Linked DNA regions of Zea mays: regions 1, 3 and 4 are each linked to region 2. The links are chromatin contacts, called in public ChIA-PET and Hi-C maps. All regions are on one chromosome and are shown on one strand. The core of a region is the stretch at or near the end of the contact, and the rest is flanking DNA. Distances in the headings are between cores, read along the strand shown.

Evidence for each region. Hi-C and Micro-C count contacts between places; a contact is called where the count stands out from the background. ChIA-PET counts read pairs in DNA pulled down with a chosen protein or histone mark.
Region 1: a Hi-C map of leaf shows a contact between it and region 2, with 8 times the contacts expected there. The contact joins the promoter of LOC100281074 here to the promoter of LOC541967 in region 2. A contact is called at or near these places in 5 of 25 Hi-C or Micro-C datasets (bundle sheath, ear, leaf and 2 more).
Region 3: an RNA polymerase II ChIA-PET map of seedling shows a contact between it and region 2, with 5 times the contacts expected there. The contact joins the promoter of LOC100286234 here to the promoter of LOC541967 in region 2. A contact is called at or near these places in 6 of 25 Hi-C or Micro-C datasets (bundle sheath, leaf, leaf mesophyll and 1 more) and 1 of 3 datasets of contacts at active chromatin or transcription factors (seedling).
Region 4: a contact with region 2 is called in a Hi-C map of bundle sheath, with 4 times the contacts expected there. The contact joins the promoter of LOC100282755 here to the promoter of LOC541967 in region 2. A contact is called at or near these places in 6 of 25 Hi-C or Micro-C datasets (bundle sheath, ear, leaf and 1 more) and 1 of 3 datasets of contacts at active chromatin or transcription factors (seedling).

Annotation. Positions count from the first base shown.
Region 1 is chr10:80,585,001-80,587,700 of Zm-B73-REFERENCE-NAM-5.0, reverse strand. It overlaps LOC100281074 (glycerol 3-phosphate permease), which reads left to right and starts at 1,412. Exons shown (of 3, transcript NM_001370688.1): 1 at 1,412-1,578; 2 at 2,526-2,700. The coding sequence starts at 2,617.
Region 2 is chr10:81,050,210-81,053,004 of Zm-B73-REFERENCE-NAM-5.0, reverse strand. LOC541967 (DNA-directed RNA polymerase II subunit 1) reads right to left here and starts at 1,309. Exons shown (of 14, transcript NM_001305817.1): 1 at 967-1,309; 2 at 1-126. The coding sequence starts at 1,050.
Region 3 is chr10:81,353,154-81,355,955 of Zm-B73-REFERENCE-NAM-5.0, reverse strand. LOC100286234 (vesicle-associated membrane protein-associated protein A) reads left to right here and starts at 1,409. Exons shown (of 8, transcript NM_001159122.1): 1 at 1,409-1,698; 2 at 2,320-2,390; 3 at 2,496-2,577; 4 at 2,686-2,801. The coding sequence starts at 1,638.
Region 4 is chr10:80,678,417-80,681,301 of Zm-B73-REFERENCE-NAM-5.0, reverse strand. LOC100282755 (prefoldin subunit 2) reads left to right here and starts at 1,486. Exons shown (of 2, transcript NM_001155661.2): 1 at 1,486-1,615; 2 at 2,794-2,885. The coding sequence starts at 2,798.

The DNA of each region.
Region 1 (2,700 bases), core at 163-2,662, 470 kb after region 2:
CAAACTAGCTAACTATTTTAATAAACACTAACAACAAAAAAGCTAACTATTTACTAAACAATAAATAATTGGATAGCTAACTAATTACTAATCACTAACAAACCCTAAGAGTTTACTAACTAAGAAATTAAAAAAAAAATACCAGGGGCGGCAGTGGGCAGGCAGTGAGCGCGCGGCGGCCGGGGAAGGAGCTGCCGGGGCTGGAGCGGTGGCCGGCCGGTGGCGAGCAGGCAGCGCGGTGGACGGGGAGGGAGCTGCCGGGGCCGGAGCTCGGCGAGCAGGCTGTGCGGTGGCCGGGGAGCTCGGCGGCGGCCGGCCCAGGCGAGGTAGGCGGGCGGGGCGGGCGAGCTCGGCGTAGCTCGCCGGCGCTGGGAGGGCGGGGAGGCCGGAGAGTAGGGCGGCCGCGCCGCCGGACCTGGGCGTGCGGGTGGCCGGAGAGAAGGCGACGGCGACGGGGCGGCGGCGTTTTCCCAACGGCGGCGGTGGGCTCGGCGCGGTTACTGAACAACAGAGGAAACGGGCAGAGAGAAAGGCGTCTGGCGGATATTTCCTAGCTCGGCGCCAAGATCTGTGGCGCCGAGCTAGGTGCCACGCGGGCTGCCACGTCACGAAGCTCGGCGCCATAGGCTGTGGCGCCGAGCTGTGTTAGCTCGGCGCCACAGGCTATGGCGCCGAGCTAAGGGTCCAAAACTGCATTTAAAAATTTTTTAGGTCTAAACGTGATTTTACTTCTGTTTAAGGGCTAAAATACAAAAAATTCGGGCGTTGCGCTCACTGTGCACCTGGCTCCATGCGTTTCATCCATGACCATGACAAATAAAAAACTGTAATGACCTAGGATACGTTTACTCTTTTTCTAGTTTAGATTATATTATAAGGGTAGAAGAGTAAAATATCACTTTAACATCACAAATAAGCTAAAATAAATCAAGCAATTCTAACTTATTTATGATGTCAAAGTAATATTTTATCTCTTACTCTTCAACTATAATCTAACTTATAAAATCTAGAAGGTATATATTTTAAAAAGGACATGACGATATTGGACTGCACATGGGAAATCAGGATAAACAGCTTCTTCCAACGTGGATAAGAGACAATGGACGCCAGATAACACAAAAAGTGAGGCCGTGGAGTTTCCAAACCGGACTTGGGAACTCTGTATACGCATACGCTAGTAGTTCCCCCCCCCCCCCCCCCCCCCCCACTTTACCTAATTGCCCTCGCCTTGGTTTACCAAACTGCCAGCGGAAACCGTCGTGTGAGTGAGCGCGGTCTACGGCCAAAAAACACGTTACTAACTTACCAGTTCCGTCCAAGGGCAGCACCGTAAAATCTACCCGGCACAGCTTCCAATAAATGCCCTCGCTCGGTGACTTCCCACTCGCACTCGCACCACCCAAACCGAGCTCGAGGACACCACCACGAACAAGAAAGAACCGCACGGTCCCCGTTGCGTGGTTCCGCCGCGTCGCGTGTGCATTTGCGCGGCCGCCCAATCCGATCCGGCGAAGATCGGCCGCCCGTCCGACCCGGCGAAGATCGGCCGCTGCTCCGGGAGCACCCCCACCCCACCAGGTCCGTGCTCTGTCCTGTTCTTGATCTCCGCGGCGGTTCTGAGCCGAATCCGCAGCTTGTGCTATTGCTTCTCCGATGCTATTTTTCTTTTCACGGTGGTGTGTGTGCAGTGGGTTTGTGCCGCTGCAATGGGTTCGTTCAGGGGAGGGGTTTCGGGTGGGGAAATTTTTGGTGACGGCCTGACGGGTCGATAGGGAGTTTCTGGGGCAAAAGGTTGTGTTTTCCCAGCCCTGGACTTGGGGTCGTGCGTTGCGTCAGGTGTGAGATCATACGTGTTGACTGTTGAGAGCTGGAAATAGGGTGGGGTCACAGCACGGCTCCCGTGATTGGACTTGTGAAATATTTGCAGGGACGTTGGGCGTCCGAGTGTCAAGATCACCTTTTTACCTGCGTCCACTTGGAAAACTTCCTCCCTGTCCCTGTGCAGGTTTCAGAGAATATGCTGCTTGAGGGAGTCAGAGTTGAGACTTCGGGGGAATAATCCTTAGTTTATCGGCTGGTATAGATGCGGCTGGGCTAATATTAGGAGTTATGAGCATGAATTCGATGAAATTTTGATCCGTGGGGCGTTTAGGGACATGCAAATTTGATCGCTGTATTGTCTCTGATCCAGGGTCAGGGTTGCTAATGAACAAGATCAACAAATGTCTTGCACAGTTGCACCTGTCACCATTGAATTTGGCTAATAATAAATAAGCAGATCAATTTGTCTCCCGAAATATGCTGAGATGCTTTGGATCATTTCGGTGCATCTTTGTGGTGTAATGTAAATGAAACGGCTGCACGAGGCGGCATTGAGATTGAGATCACTGTTTTCCAACCTTCTAGAGCATGATTGTTGGTTGCATACTGTTATTACGAATTAAGAGTAGCAACCATATCATCTTGTGTCTCCTTGCGCCGGGCTTGTTATCCTGATCACATCTCCCTTGGTTGCTTTCTTTCAGGTGGTAGGTAATCGTTGCTGGTTCCAGAAGCGTCCCTGCAGCCGGCGCTAGCTGCACGGCGGTGACCTTTCTCAGCGAAACTTGTGTCCTCATGGCTCAGTCTCAACAGATGGCGAGCAAGAAACCTCCTGGCCTTAGGCTATTCGGAGGTGCCGGTTCGCTGAGAACCTACCAG
Region 2 (2,795 bases), core at 60-2,559:
CATGCATGTCTCGCACTTAATTTTCCGGTCGATAGTCCCCAATCGAGGGTCACTGAGCCCACCAGGCTTCGGTTTGCCCCTCTCCATGGTCTCTGCGTGTTCTATTTGAATCACCGACATTTGTCTCTACAAAAGCAGGAAGAAAGAAACAGTCATTAGTTTCTATCCCCAGAAACCTGTTCCTCGCACGCCACGTGCAAACAAACCAGAATAATGTTTTAATGAAGCGTTTCTATTCGGCAGAATAAATTATACAGTTAAAGAAACTCGGTAGTAACGTCATCTTGTTGCTAACTACCATGGAATTTCTGCTGTGTTCATATGGAACACACAGCTGTTTCAGCCGAAGTTGAACTCAGCCAGATCAGAACAATACTATACGAAACAGATCGCGTCACTTAAGAACATGCATGTGCCCAAAAAATAAGGCAAACAACAACAAAATTCAAGGTCTATCATGAGCTGTGTCGATCACAATTCACAACAGTACATGAATTAATTCATCATATTACTTGAAACCCAAGAACAAAGCAGAACTGCTAAGGTTCCAAACTCAACCATACATTTCATCTCTGCACAATACTGTTCCAGCAGTTTATATGCATAGTTCCAGGCATCAAGAAGCAAAACCTATACATTTCGGTTTTTTTCCCCTGATGATGAAGCTCAGATTGTAGGGATGAAGGTCTGTACGGTTGTGCGCTTATACTACAGATTCAGAATTGCTCGATTTCAACTAGACCAAATCAGGAAATAGGGCAATGAAGCTCAAATCAGGCACGAATTGCACCAAAACATGTCCTGAACTAGGATCCTGGGCTCCTGGCACTGGAAATGGGGTGGTACTGGTAGACTAGCAAACAGCTAGTCCAGCTACACTAAGGCTGACCACTCACTCAACTCAACCCTCGACCCGCTCGAATGACAGTAGCAGCGAGGGGAGGGGAGGGAGGCGAGGGGTATTACGATCTCGTCGGGGCTGAGGATGCCGAACTGCACGAACTCGACCTTGGCCACCTCGGCCGGCGAGTACGGGAACCTCGCATCCATCGCGTCTACACACGGCGGCGGCGCCCACCACCACCTAGGGTTTCAGATCGCTGCGCGCTGCGGCCCTCGCCACCGGGCGCCCCGCGGCACGAAGGGCCGGCCCCGCTCGCTGCGTCGAGCGAGTGTGTTTTTGGCGGCCTTGTCCGGTGGAATCGACTGGATCGGCCCCGGCCGACAGATCCGCGCGCCCGCCTCCGAGAGTCTGGAGGGAGGAGGGGAAAGGGGATTGAGGGTGCCTCTGGGGAAAGAACTCGATGGAGAGGGGGTGGGGGTCTATTTATAGACGTAGCGTGCGCCGCGGGTGCTATCCTGCGCTGGATGGCTAAGACAGCGTGGGCGCGTGAGACCGGTGTATGGTGGTACAGGTAAAGTCGGTGGGGAAGGTTGGTTGCCCTATGTGGACTGGGTGCGGCGATGCGGAACCGCTTATGGAGCGAGTGTGGAACGTTGGATGAGGGACGTACGGTGTGGGAGAGCGGTGTACCGCCTAGTGTGCTGGGTCAACACGGAGGCAAGTTCGATTGGTTGACTGTATCGGACTCGGACATATGCTGCCTGATGAGTGCCCGTTGTACTGTTGTGGGTCTGCTCTGTGGAAATAAACATCGTGAGTTGGGCTTCAATATGCGGTGTAAATAAGCCCATACAGCCGTTGTAGGCTCAGTTCATCCCGCCTTTCTCTATGTGAATTGAGTGATATTAAGGGGGTGTTTGGTTGTGTAGGAGATAAATATTCTCTGTGTTCTTATGAACACATAAACGCTTCATGAGCTCCCAATGGCATGTCTAGCAAGACAAACCCTCGAATCACAACCAGGCCTAGATCGGACGAGCTTGACCCAAGGAAATAGAGACCGGATGTCTGGGTTATGCGCAGACCGGAACGTTGATGTCTCGCGCGAAGAGGTTGCACACATCTGAAGAGCTAAACACTCGGCGTTAACTCGACTGAAAAAGTGACCGAACTTCGAATAAGCATGAATGCATCTTGCGTTAAAAGAGGATTCCAGTAGAGTTAGATATTGACAACCCGTAAAGGAATTCGGGTAGAGTTAGATAGTGACAACCTGTAAAAGAATAACTCTCTAGTCATCTATATAAGGCCGAGGGGTACCCCTACGAAAGCATCTTATCTCATCACATCCCAACACTATCCCGTAGCTCATTAACATTTTCATAGCAACCACGCACCATTAGACCAGCAGGAGAACTCATCCTCCACCACCCACAGTTCGCCTATAATCTGTATACACCAGTGAAACTCCAATACATAGCCTCGACAAAAAATAGGGTGTTACGCATTCTAGCGGCCTGAACCTATATAAACCTTCGTGTGATTCGACGTGCTCTTGCGCGTACCATCGAGTCACAGTCAACGACGTTGTCCTGGTCAAAAGCATGGCTATCATCTTCAATACCCCGGTCACCTTCAATGTCGGTGAGGTGTTCTGCTTTAGATCCCTCTCCTGCATTACGGATCAAGAAGGGGTCTTGCACCGCATCGCGGATCCATCCGAGAGAAGATCTTCTCTGATGGCGTCAATTGCGAGGGTGGGTTCGTCCCACCCGACTCTAGCAAGAACTACGTCGACGAACTCCAAGGCGCGAAGACCTCGACCAACTTTCATCCCGTGCAAGGTTGTGTCAGCGTAAGATGGGCCCAGGGCCATAACAACACATGTGGCTTGACCAACTAAGGCCGCACCCCTATCGCGGCAGACCCCTCTATCCACGTAACCCACCCG
Region 3 (2,802 bases), core at 160-2,659, 300 kb before region 2:
TTTCGTTTTCTTCCTTGCATTATTTCTGTCATTTCTTAAGAACCATATCAGTGCACTGTAAGAAAGATGGCAGACCAAGTTCATTCCAAGAAAAAAAATCAAAGCCATAAATAACTTTCCGCCAAAATCAATCACTACTGCGTATGATCACAGCATACCATGCACTAAAAGATGTGAAAGCTACGTCCACTGTTATCCCAAACTACCTAATTCCAAAATCCAAATATACACTCACAAAAGAGAACCTACGTGTACATGGCCTAACAAAGCTCTAAACTATAAATTGCTGAAAATGGTAAAAATATCTTAATATGTAGCTCCTACAAACAATACTGGCACTAGATGTTTTTTCTTGTTAGTCGAACTGACATGCTTAAATCTATAATCAATTTATGTAATGACATTATATTTATGTGTAAAGTATGATAACAAAGCCTCATGTTTGTGTTTGTAATAACCAAAGAGAGAAGGCGCCGCCGTCGGGCGGGTGGGCCCACACACGACCAACCGCTGCTAACTCGCGTCGATTCTCTCCCCCGCGTCGTGTCTCGTTCCGTCTCGTCCATTCGCTCGTCGTCGGAGCGCCGTGCCGGATGACGCAGAGCATGAGAGGCGGAGGGAGCGATCACAAGAAAGGCGTCGTCCATTCGCTTCCTAATTAATGGTCTGGCGCTCATTCTCAGAGTCTCACACTCACTAAATTGAACAGAAGCACCTTATAGTCGACATTAATGGTCTGATACTCATCTCTTGGCCCGACGCTCTTAGAAAAGTTTGTAATGGCTAGCTTTTAGAGTTGGGGCTATTTACACTTTTTCTTAGGAAGGGTATGCTTCAACTAAGAAAAATGTGCGGAGAGTTGAGGCGCGTCCATTTATGCTCTAGCCATAAAAAATTCTTACAAAAACATTATGTCATTGATGTAGGTGCTTTGCAAAATGCTTAGGTAGGTTTAGTCCTAGTATTTAATGAGATTTGCATATCTCTTACCACTGTTTTTTTACTAACCATTGGGCCTGCCCTTGTATTTGTTTGAATCTGTATTTTTTTTTGCAAGTTCCTTGAAAACAACCAAACTTAAGAAAGAATGCATTTGATTTTAACGAAGGTTTAGCATAAGGATTTGACCAACCTAATATTGTATTATATCGTTTCACAGCTGAATCTGATCCATAAGCAATTGAAGGCTGCACAGTGATGCAACTGCATGTTCCGACCTGTACCTGAACATTTGGCAGCCAGCTGCGCACGGTGTAAAGCCACCACGTCACGGATCCATCCAGCTCAGCTGCTGCATAGTCCAGTTTGCCACCAACCAAAGGGTAGAACCGTCATTTCGTACGGTAGTTCATCAAGGGAAATGACCCCATGCCTTAAACACATTTCTGCTGCAACCTTCTTTTTTTTTATGCCCGGCACTGCAGCGAGGCAGGAGGGCGACCGGAATTTCCCATCTCTCCTTCTCATCATTCCTTTCGGGATTTCCCCTCCTGGTTCCCATCGATCAGAGGGCCCGGCGCTGTTGCCTTTCGCATTCGATTCCTTTCGGGTCGGATTTGTGGCGGAGCTCTTGATTTGCTCCGTCCCTGCCAGAGGAGGAGGGCTTGCTGGATCAGGGATCGAGCAAGGAAGCAGCCATGAGCGGCGGCGGAAGCGTGAGTTTCCTCGAGATCCAGCCGTCGGAGCTCGCATTCCCCTGTAAGTTCTCCCAGATCTCGTATCTAGGCTGTTTGGATCATGTTGGGATGCTGACGTAACTGTTCCTTTTATTGGATCTTGGTCAAAGCTGTGATCTTGGTAGGGAAACATGGTCGGCGATCCTCCCTAGGTGGACTTGCTACCCCCTAATCAGCTTGGTTCGTGGAGTGGGTTGTAGAATCGTGCCTTCTTGTAGCAGTAGGTTGCGCCCATCATTCGAATGACGTGTGCTAGTATTTGTGTGCCGATCTGTTCGTCTGCTGGGGGTTTGAGTGGGCCAGATTTGTTTGATTCTTGGTGCACGCTTCCGGTGTGCATTGTGTGTGGTGAGTGGTGAGTGGTGACTCGTCGTTTTGGTAGTTATTTGGCCTTTCCGGGGCTTTGGGATCTAGTACAAAAGATTGCGTTGTAACTGTATTGGTGTGCGCTGTTTGTTTTCGTGTGGTAGCGTGAAATAAAATTTGCCTGTATATTTGGCGCCGCTTTTGACTCTGGTCATTGTCTGCCTGCTTAGCTTGAAATAACTGCAATGCGTTATAGGTCTTTCAATTGACTATACAGTAGGTTAAACTGTCCTGCTATGTGCCTGAACTGTTTTTTATTTTTGTTTGTACATGACAGTTGAGATAATGAGGCAGAGCTCGTGTTCCATGCAACTGACCAATAAGACTGACCATTATGTAGCATTCAAGGTAACTATTGTTCAATGTCACTTTTCATGCTCCAAGAGTCCAAGATATTCACTTGGATAGATTGCACTGTAGACACAAATCTTATATCTTATCTGTGATTTGTAGGTCAAAACAACCAACCCAAAGCAGTACTGTGTGCGTCCTAATATTGGTGTTGTATTACCTGGCTCAACTTGCAATGTTACAGGTAGCACCGAAATCCATGACATTGTGAAACAACAGCCTGATGCTAGGAAATCCACTTAACGTGACTCAAATTTGTACTTATGTCTGCTTAACCTTTGTCTGTTGTTAGTGACAATGCAAGCACAGAAGGCTTCACCACCTGACATGCAGTGCAAGGACAAGTTCCTAGTTCAAAGCGTTGTGGCCGAGAATGGTGTGACAGCTCAAGATATTAATGCAGCAATGG
Region 4 (2,885 bases), core at 237-2,736, 370 kb after region 2:
GTCTAGATGGCATACGTGGGATCCGGACCCGTTGGTGTAGTCTCTAGATTCCTCTTTCGAGACACGTGGCAGCACCGGACCTACTCCTGAACCTGGAGCAGGTCCTGAGGCCAGCGATCCTAACAAACGAGTCTGGTCCCGTGGGCCTGGCTGCTCAGTTCCTTAGCGTGTGGTTAAAAGGCTAACCACGCAAGTCTCTGTCTTAGACACAGTAGAAGACCCCATTTATGGGGTACCGGCAATATTATTTTTGCTCTAGTAAAATGTTTAGCCTCATAAGATAAGAAATGAACCAGAGACAAAACATTAAGCTCTTTTATTGTAGTTTTTTATTTTTAGTAATTGATATGGTAATCCTAAAATTTTAGAAAAATGGTACGAATATGATATATGATTACTAATTTTTGTATAGAATTATATAAATTTTGGATATTAGTAGAAGACATAATTGAAAAGACAAAACGGGTACCAATTAAATCAGTGTCGAATGATCGTCAACTAAAACTGACTAGGTTGTTATTTGTGTGGTTTTTATTAAACTGACTAGGTTGTTATTTGTGTGGTTTTTATTAATTTGAAGGTGCTAAACAACTGATTTTGAAGATAATGGTGTGAAGTTGACCATTCTCTAAAGGTAAGGGGTTATGTAGGCTTAGAGCATCTCTAAGGGATTCTCTATTTTTGACACTTTATTTGACTCTCTATTTACCTTTGAGAAAGATTAAACTCTATATGTCACAATTTATTGCAATAGACTCTCTAATAGACAGACAAGTTAGTTTGGTTAGCTGGAGTGGCTAGCCAAGTTTAGTTAGCGAGAGAGCTAACTTTGAGCCGGATCGTTTAGCGAGTTGATGATTATTTTGATATTAAACAGCTAAAATTTAGCTTAATGGATCATTTGACTAGTGTGTTGGAGATGCTTTTAATTCTTAAAAATAGCTGTTTTTTAATCAGAAAAATTGGACAACAGTTGAGACGGATAATTCAGGGCACGTACAGTGCACAGACGGCTACCATCTACAAGTTTTTTTGAAAAGTACATGCAGACGGATGAATAGACAGCTCGTACAATCACCTGTCTATTTACATCATGTATATATTATTTATAATTCATTTAAGGCCCTTAATGGTTTCTATATGAGATGAGAAGTTCTGGTGAAAGATGCTCCTGTTCGTACAACGGTAGATGAGGCCGTCGCTTGGCATGTGAGCACGAGACGACGGCAAGCTCCTCTTCCTTCTTTTTATTATAGTCCACGTAAGCAAATTTCTGTGACATGGCATCATACAGACGACTCATTTAAGAGCGCTGTACATGCCCTTAGTCTTTTTTTTCCCTCGTAGAGTATTTACGCAGAAGCATCTCCTGGAGACCTGGACTGATGGAAAAAAAGGCCCCATGGCCCATCCAGGCCTGCCTCAGGCCCAGGCAATTTTTTTTTATTGCCCAGTCTAGTGCCTACCTGCCTTCTCTAGTTCTCTCCCCTACACGCCGCGTGCGCGCGCCGTGCTCTCTCTCGCTCGTGGGGACAGCTGCGCGACCGCCGCCGCCCTACGCCAGGCGCCCAGGTCTTCGGCAGTACCTTCGCCGGCGACGAACTAGCACCCACAGGTATGTTCACCCCTTCTCCCCCTTACTTCTGTGAGAAACCGAGCTTCGTAACCCTAACTTGACCCATTTGTCTACTATCTGTATGTGTACTCGGATCTGTTTCTGATCTACTAATTTACAAGTGTTATGCCTACCAACTTCGGGAATTTGCGTCTGGGTCACTATTTGCTGAATAAAACCCTGTGATGAATGTATGTCCTGTATTAGCTTTTGACATCTCCCACTTACATCCAGAAATAATAGTGCCGCTTTGAGGTGATGCTAGTGCTTGTGTCCGGGAGGAATCACTGTTTTTATTATTTCTTGGATTATCGATCATGTGCCAGTAAAGTTGCGTCATTAGTAACGGAGAATGGTGCCAGTAGATGTTAGGCTGATGAATTGCTCTGCTATGCAAGTTTTCTCTCTTTCTTGGCCAGTTTGTGTTATGCGGTAGTATTTTTATTTTTATTATTGGTTTCTGGGCTACGTGAATAGGATTTGCTATGCTCATTAAATGTTTATGCCAGTTAACTATCCTTTTCGATATGTTATTACTCTTCCTCCATTCCCGTTACAGCAGGGAGCATGAAGCCTGTGTTTGAATGCTTATTATACCGTTATGGTCATAAAACGGTTAGCAGCTAGGATCTGCATCGCTTTCTTATAACAAATTCCTCCTTACATCTCGAGCAAGCTGTAAATCTACTTAGTTTTTTTTTTCTTTTTGCGAGGACAAATTTACTGACTTAATAGGCAAGACTGTTATTTAGTTGTGCACAGCCCAATACTGCCTGCAAAAACTGAGGCAAATTCTGGTAGTATGATTTACGAGAGGCAGGCAACCAAGTTTACTCAAATAGTTGATGAGGTGATTACAAAGTGCTGAACATTACTTTTCGCAGCATAGCATATAAAATATTTTCCCCATTTGCTCATATTTCTTAAATTGTAACGCTATTTTTTTTAAAAAAAAAAACTTCCTTATCCTTGGTTACTGCTTGTTTGATTATATTGCTTGCTTGGTGATGTTTATGATAGTTCTCTATTTAGTGCTACGGAAATGTCGATGTGTTTGGCTTTAATTGTTTTATCTTGAACTCTTAGCTTGCAGTCTTGCACCTGTGCTTAAAAGCTGCAATTTTCTTCATGGGCTTTTGCCGTTAGTGATTTTGTTCTCCGGTTATCTGCATCACTAGGAAAATGGCAAGCAGAGCAGGTGGCGATGGCAAGGAAGCCATAAACGAGCAGGTAATCGCCAACACCTACGCCAACATGCGCACCGAAATGA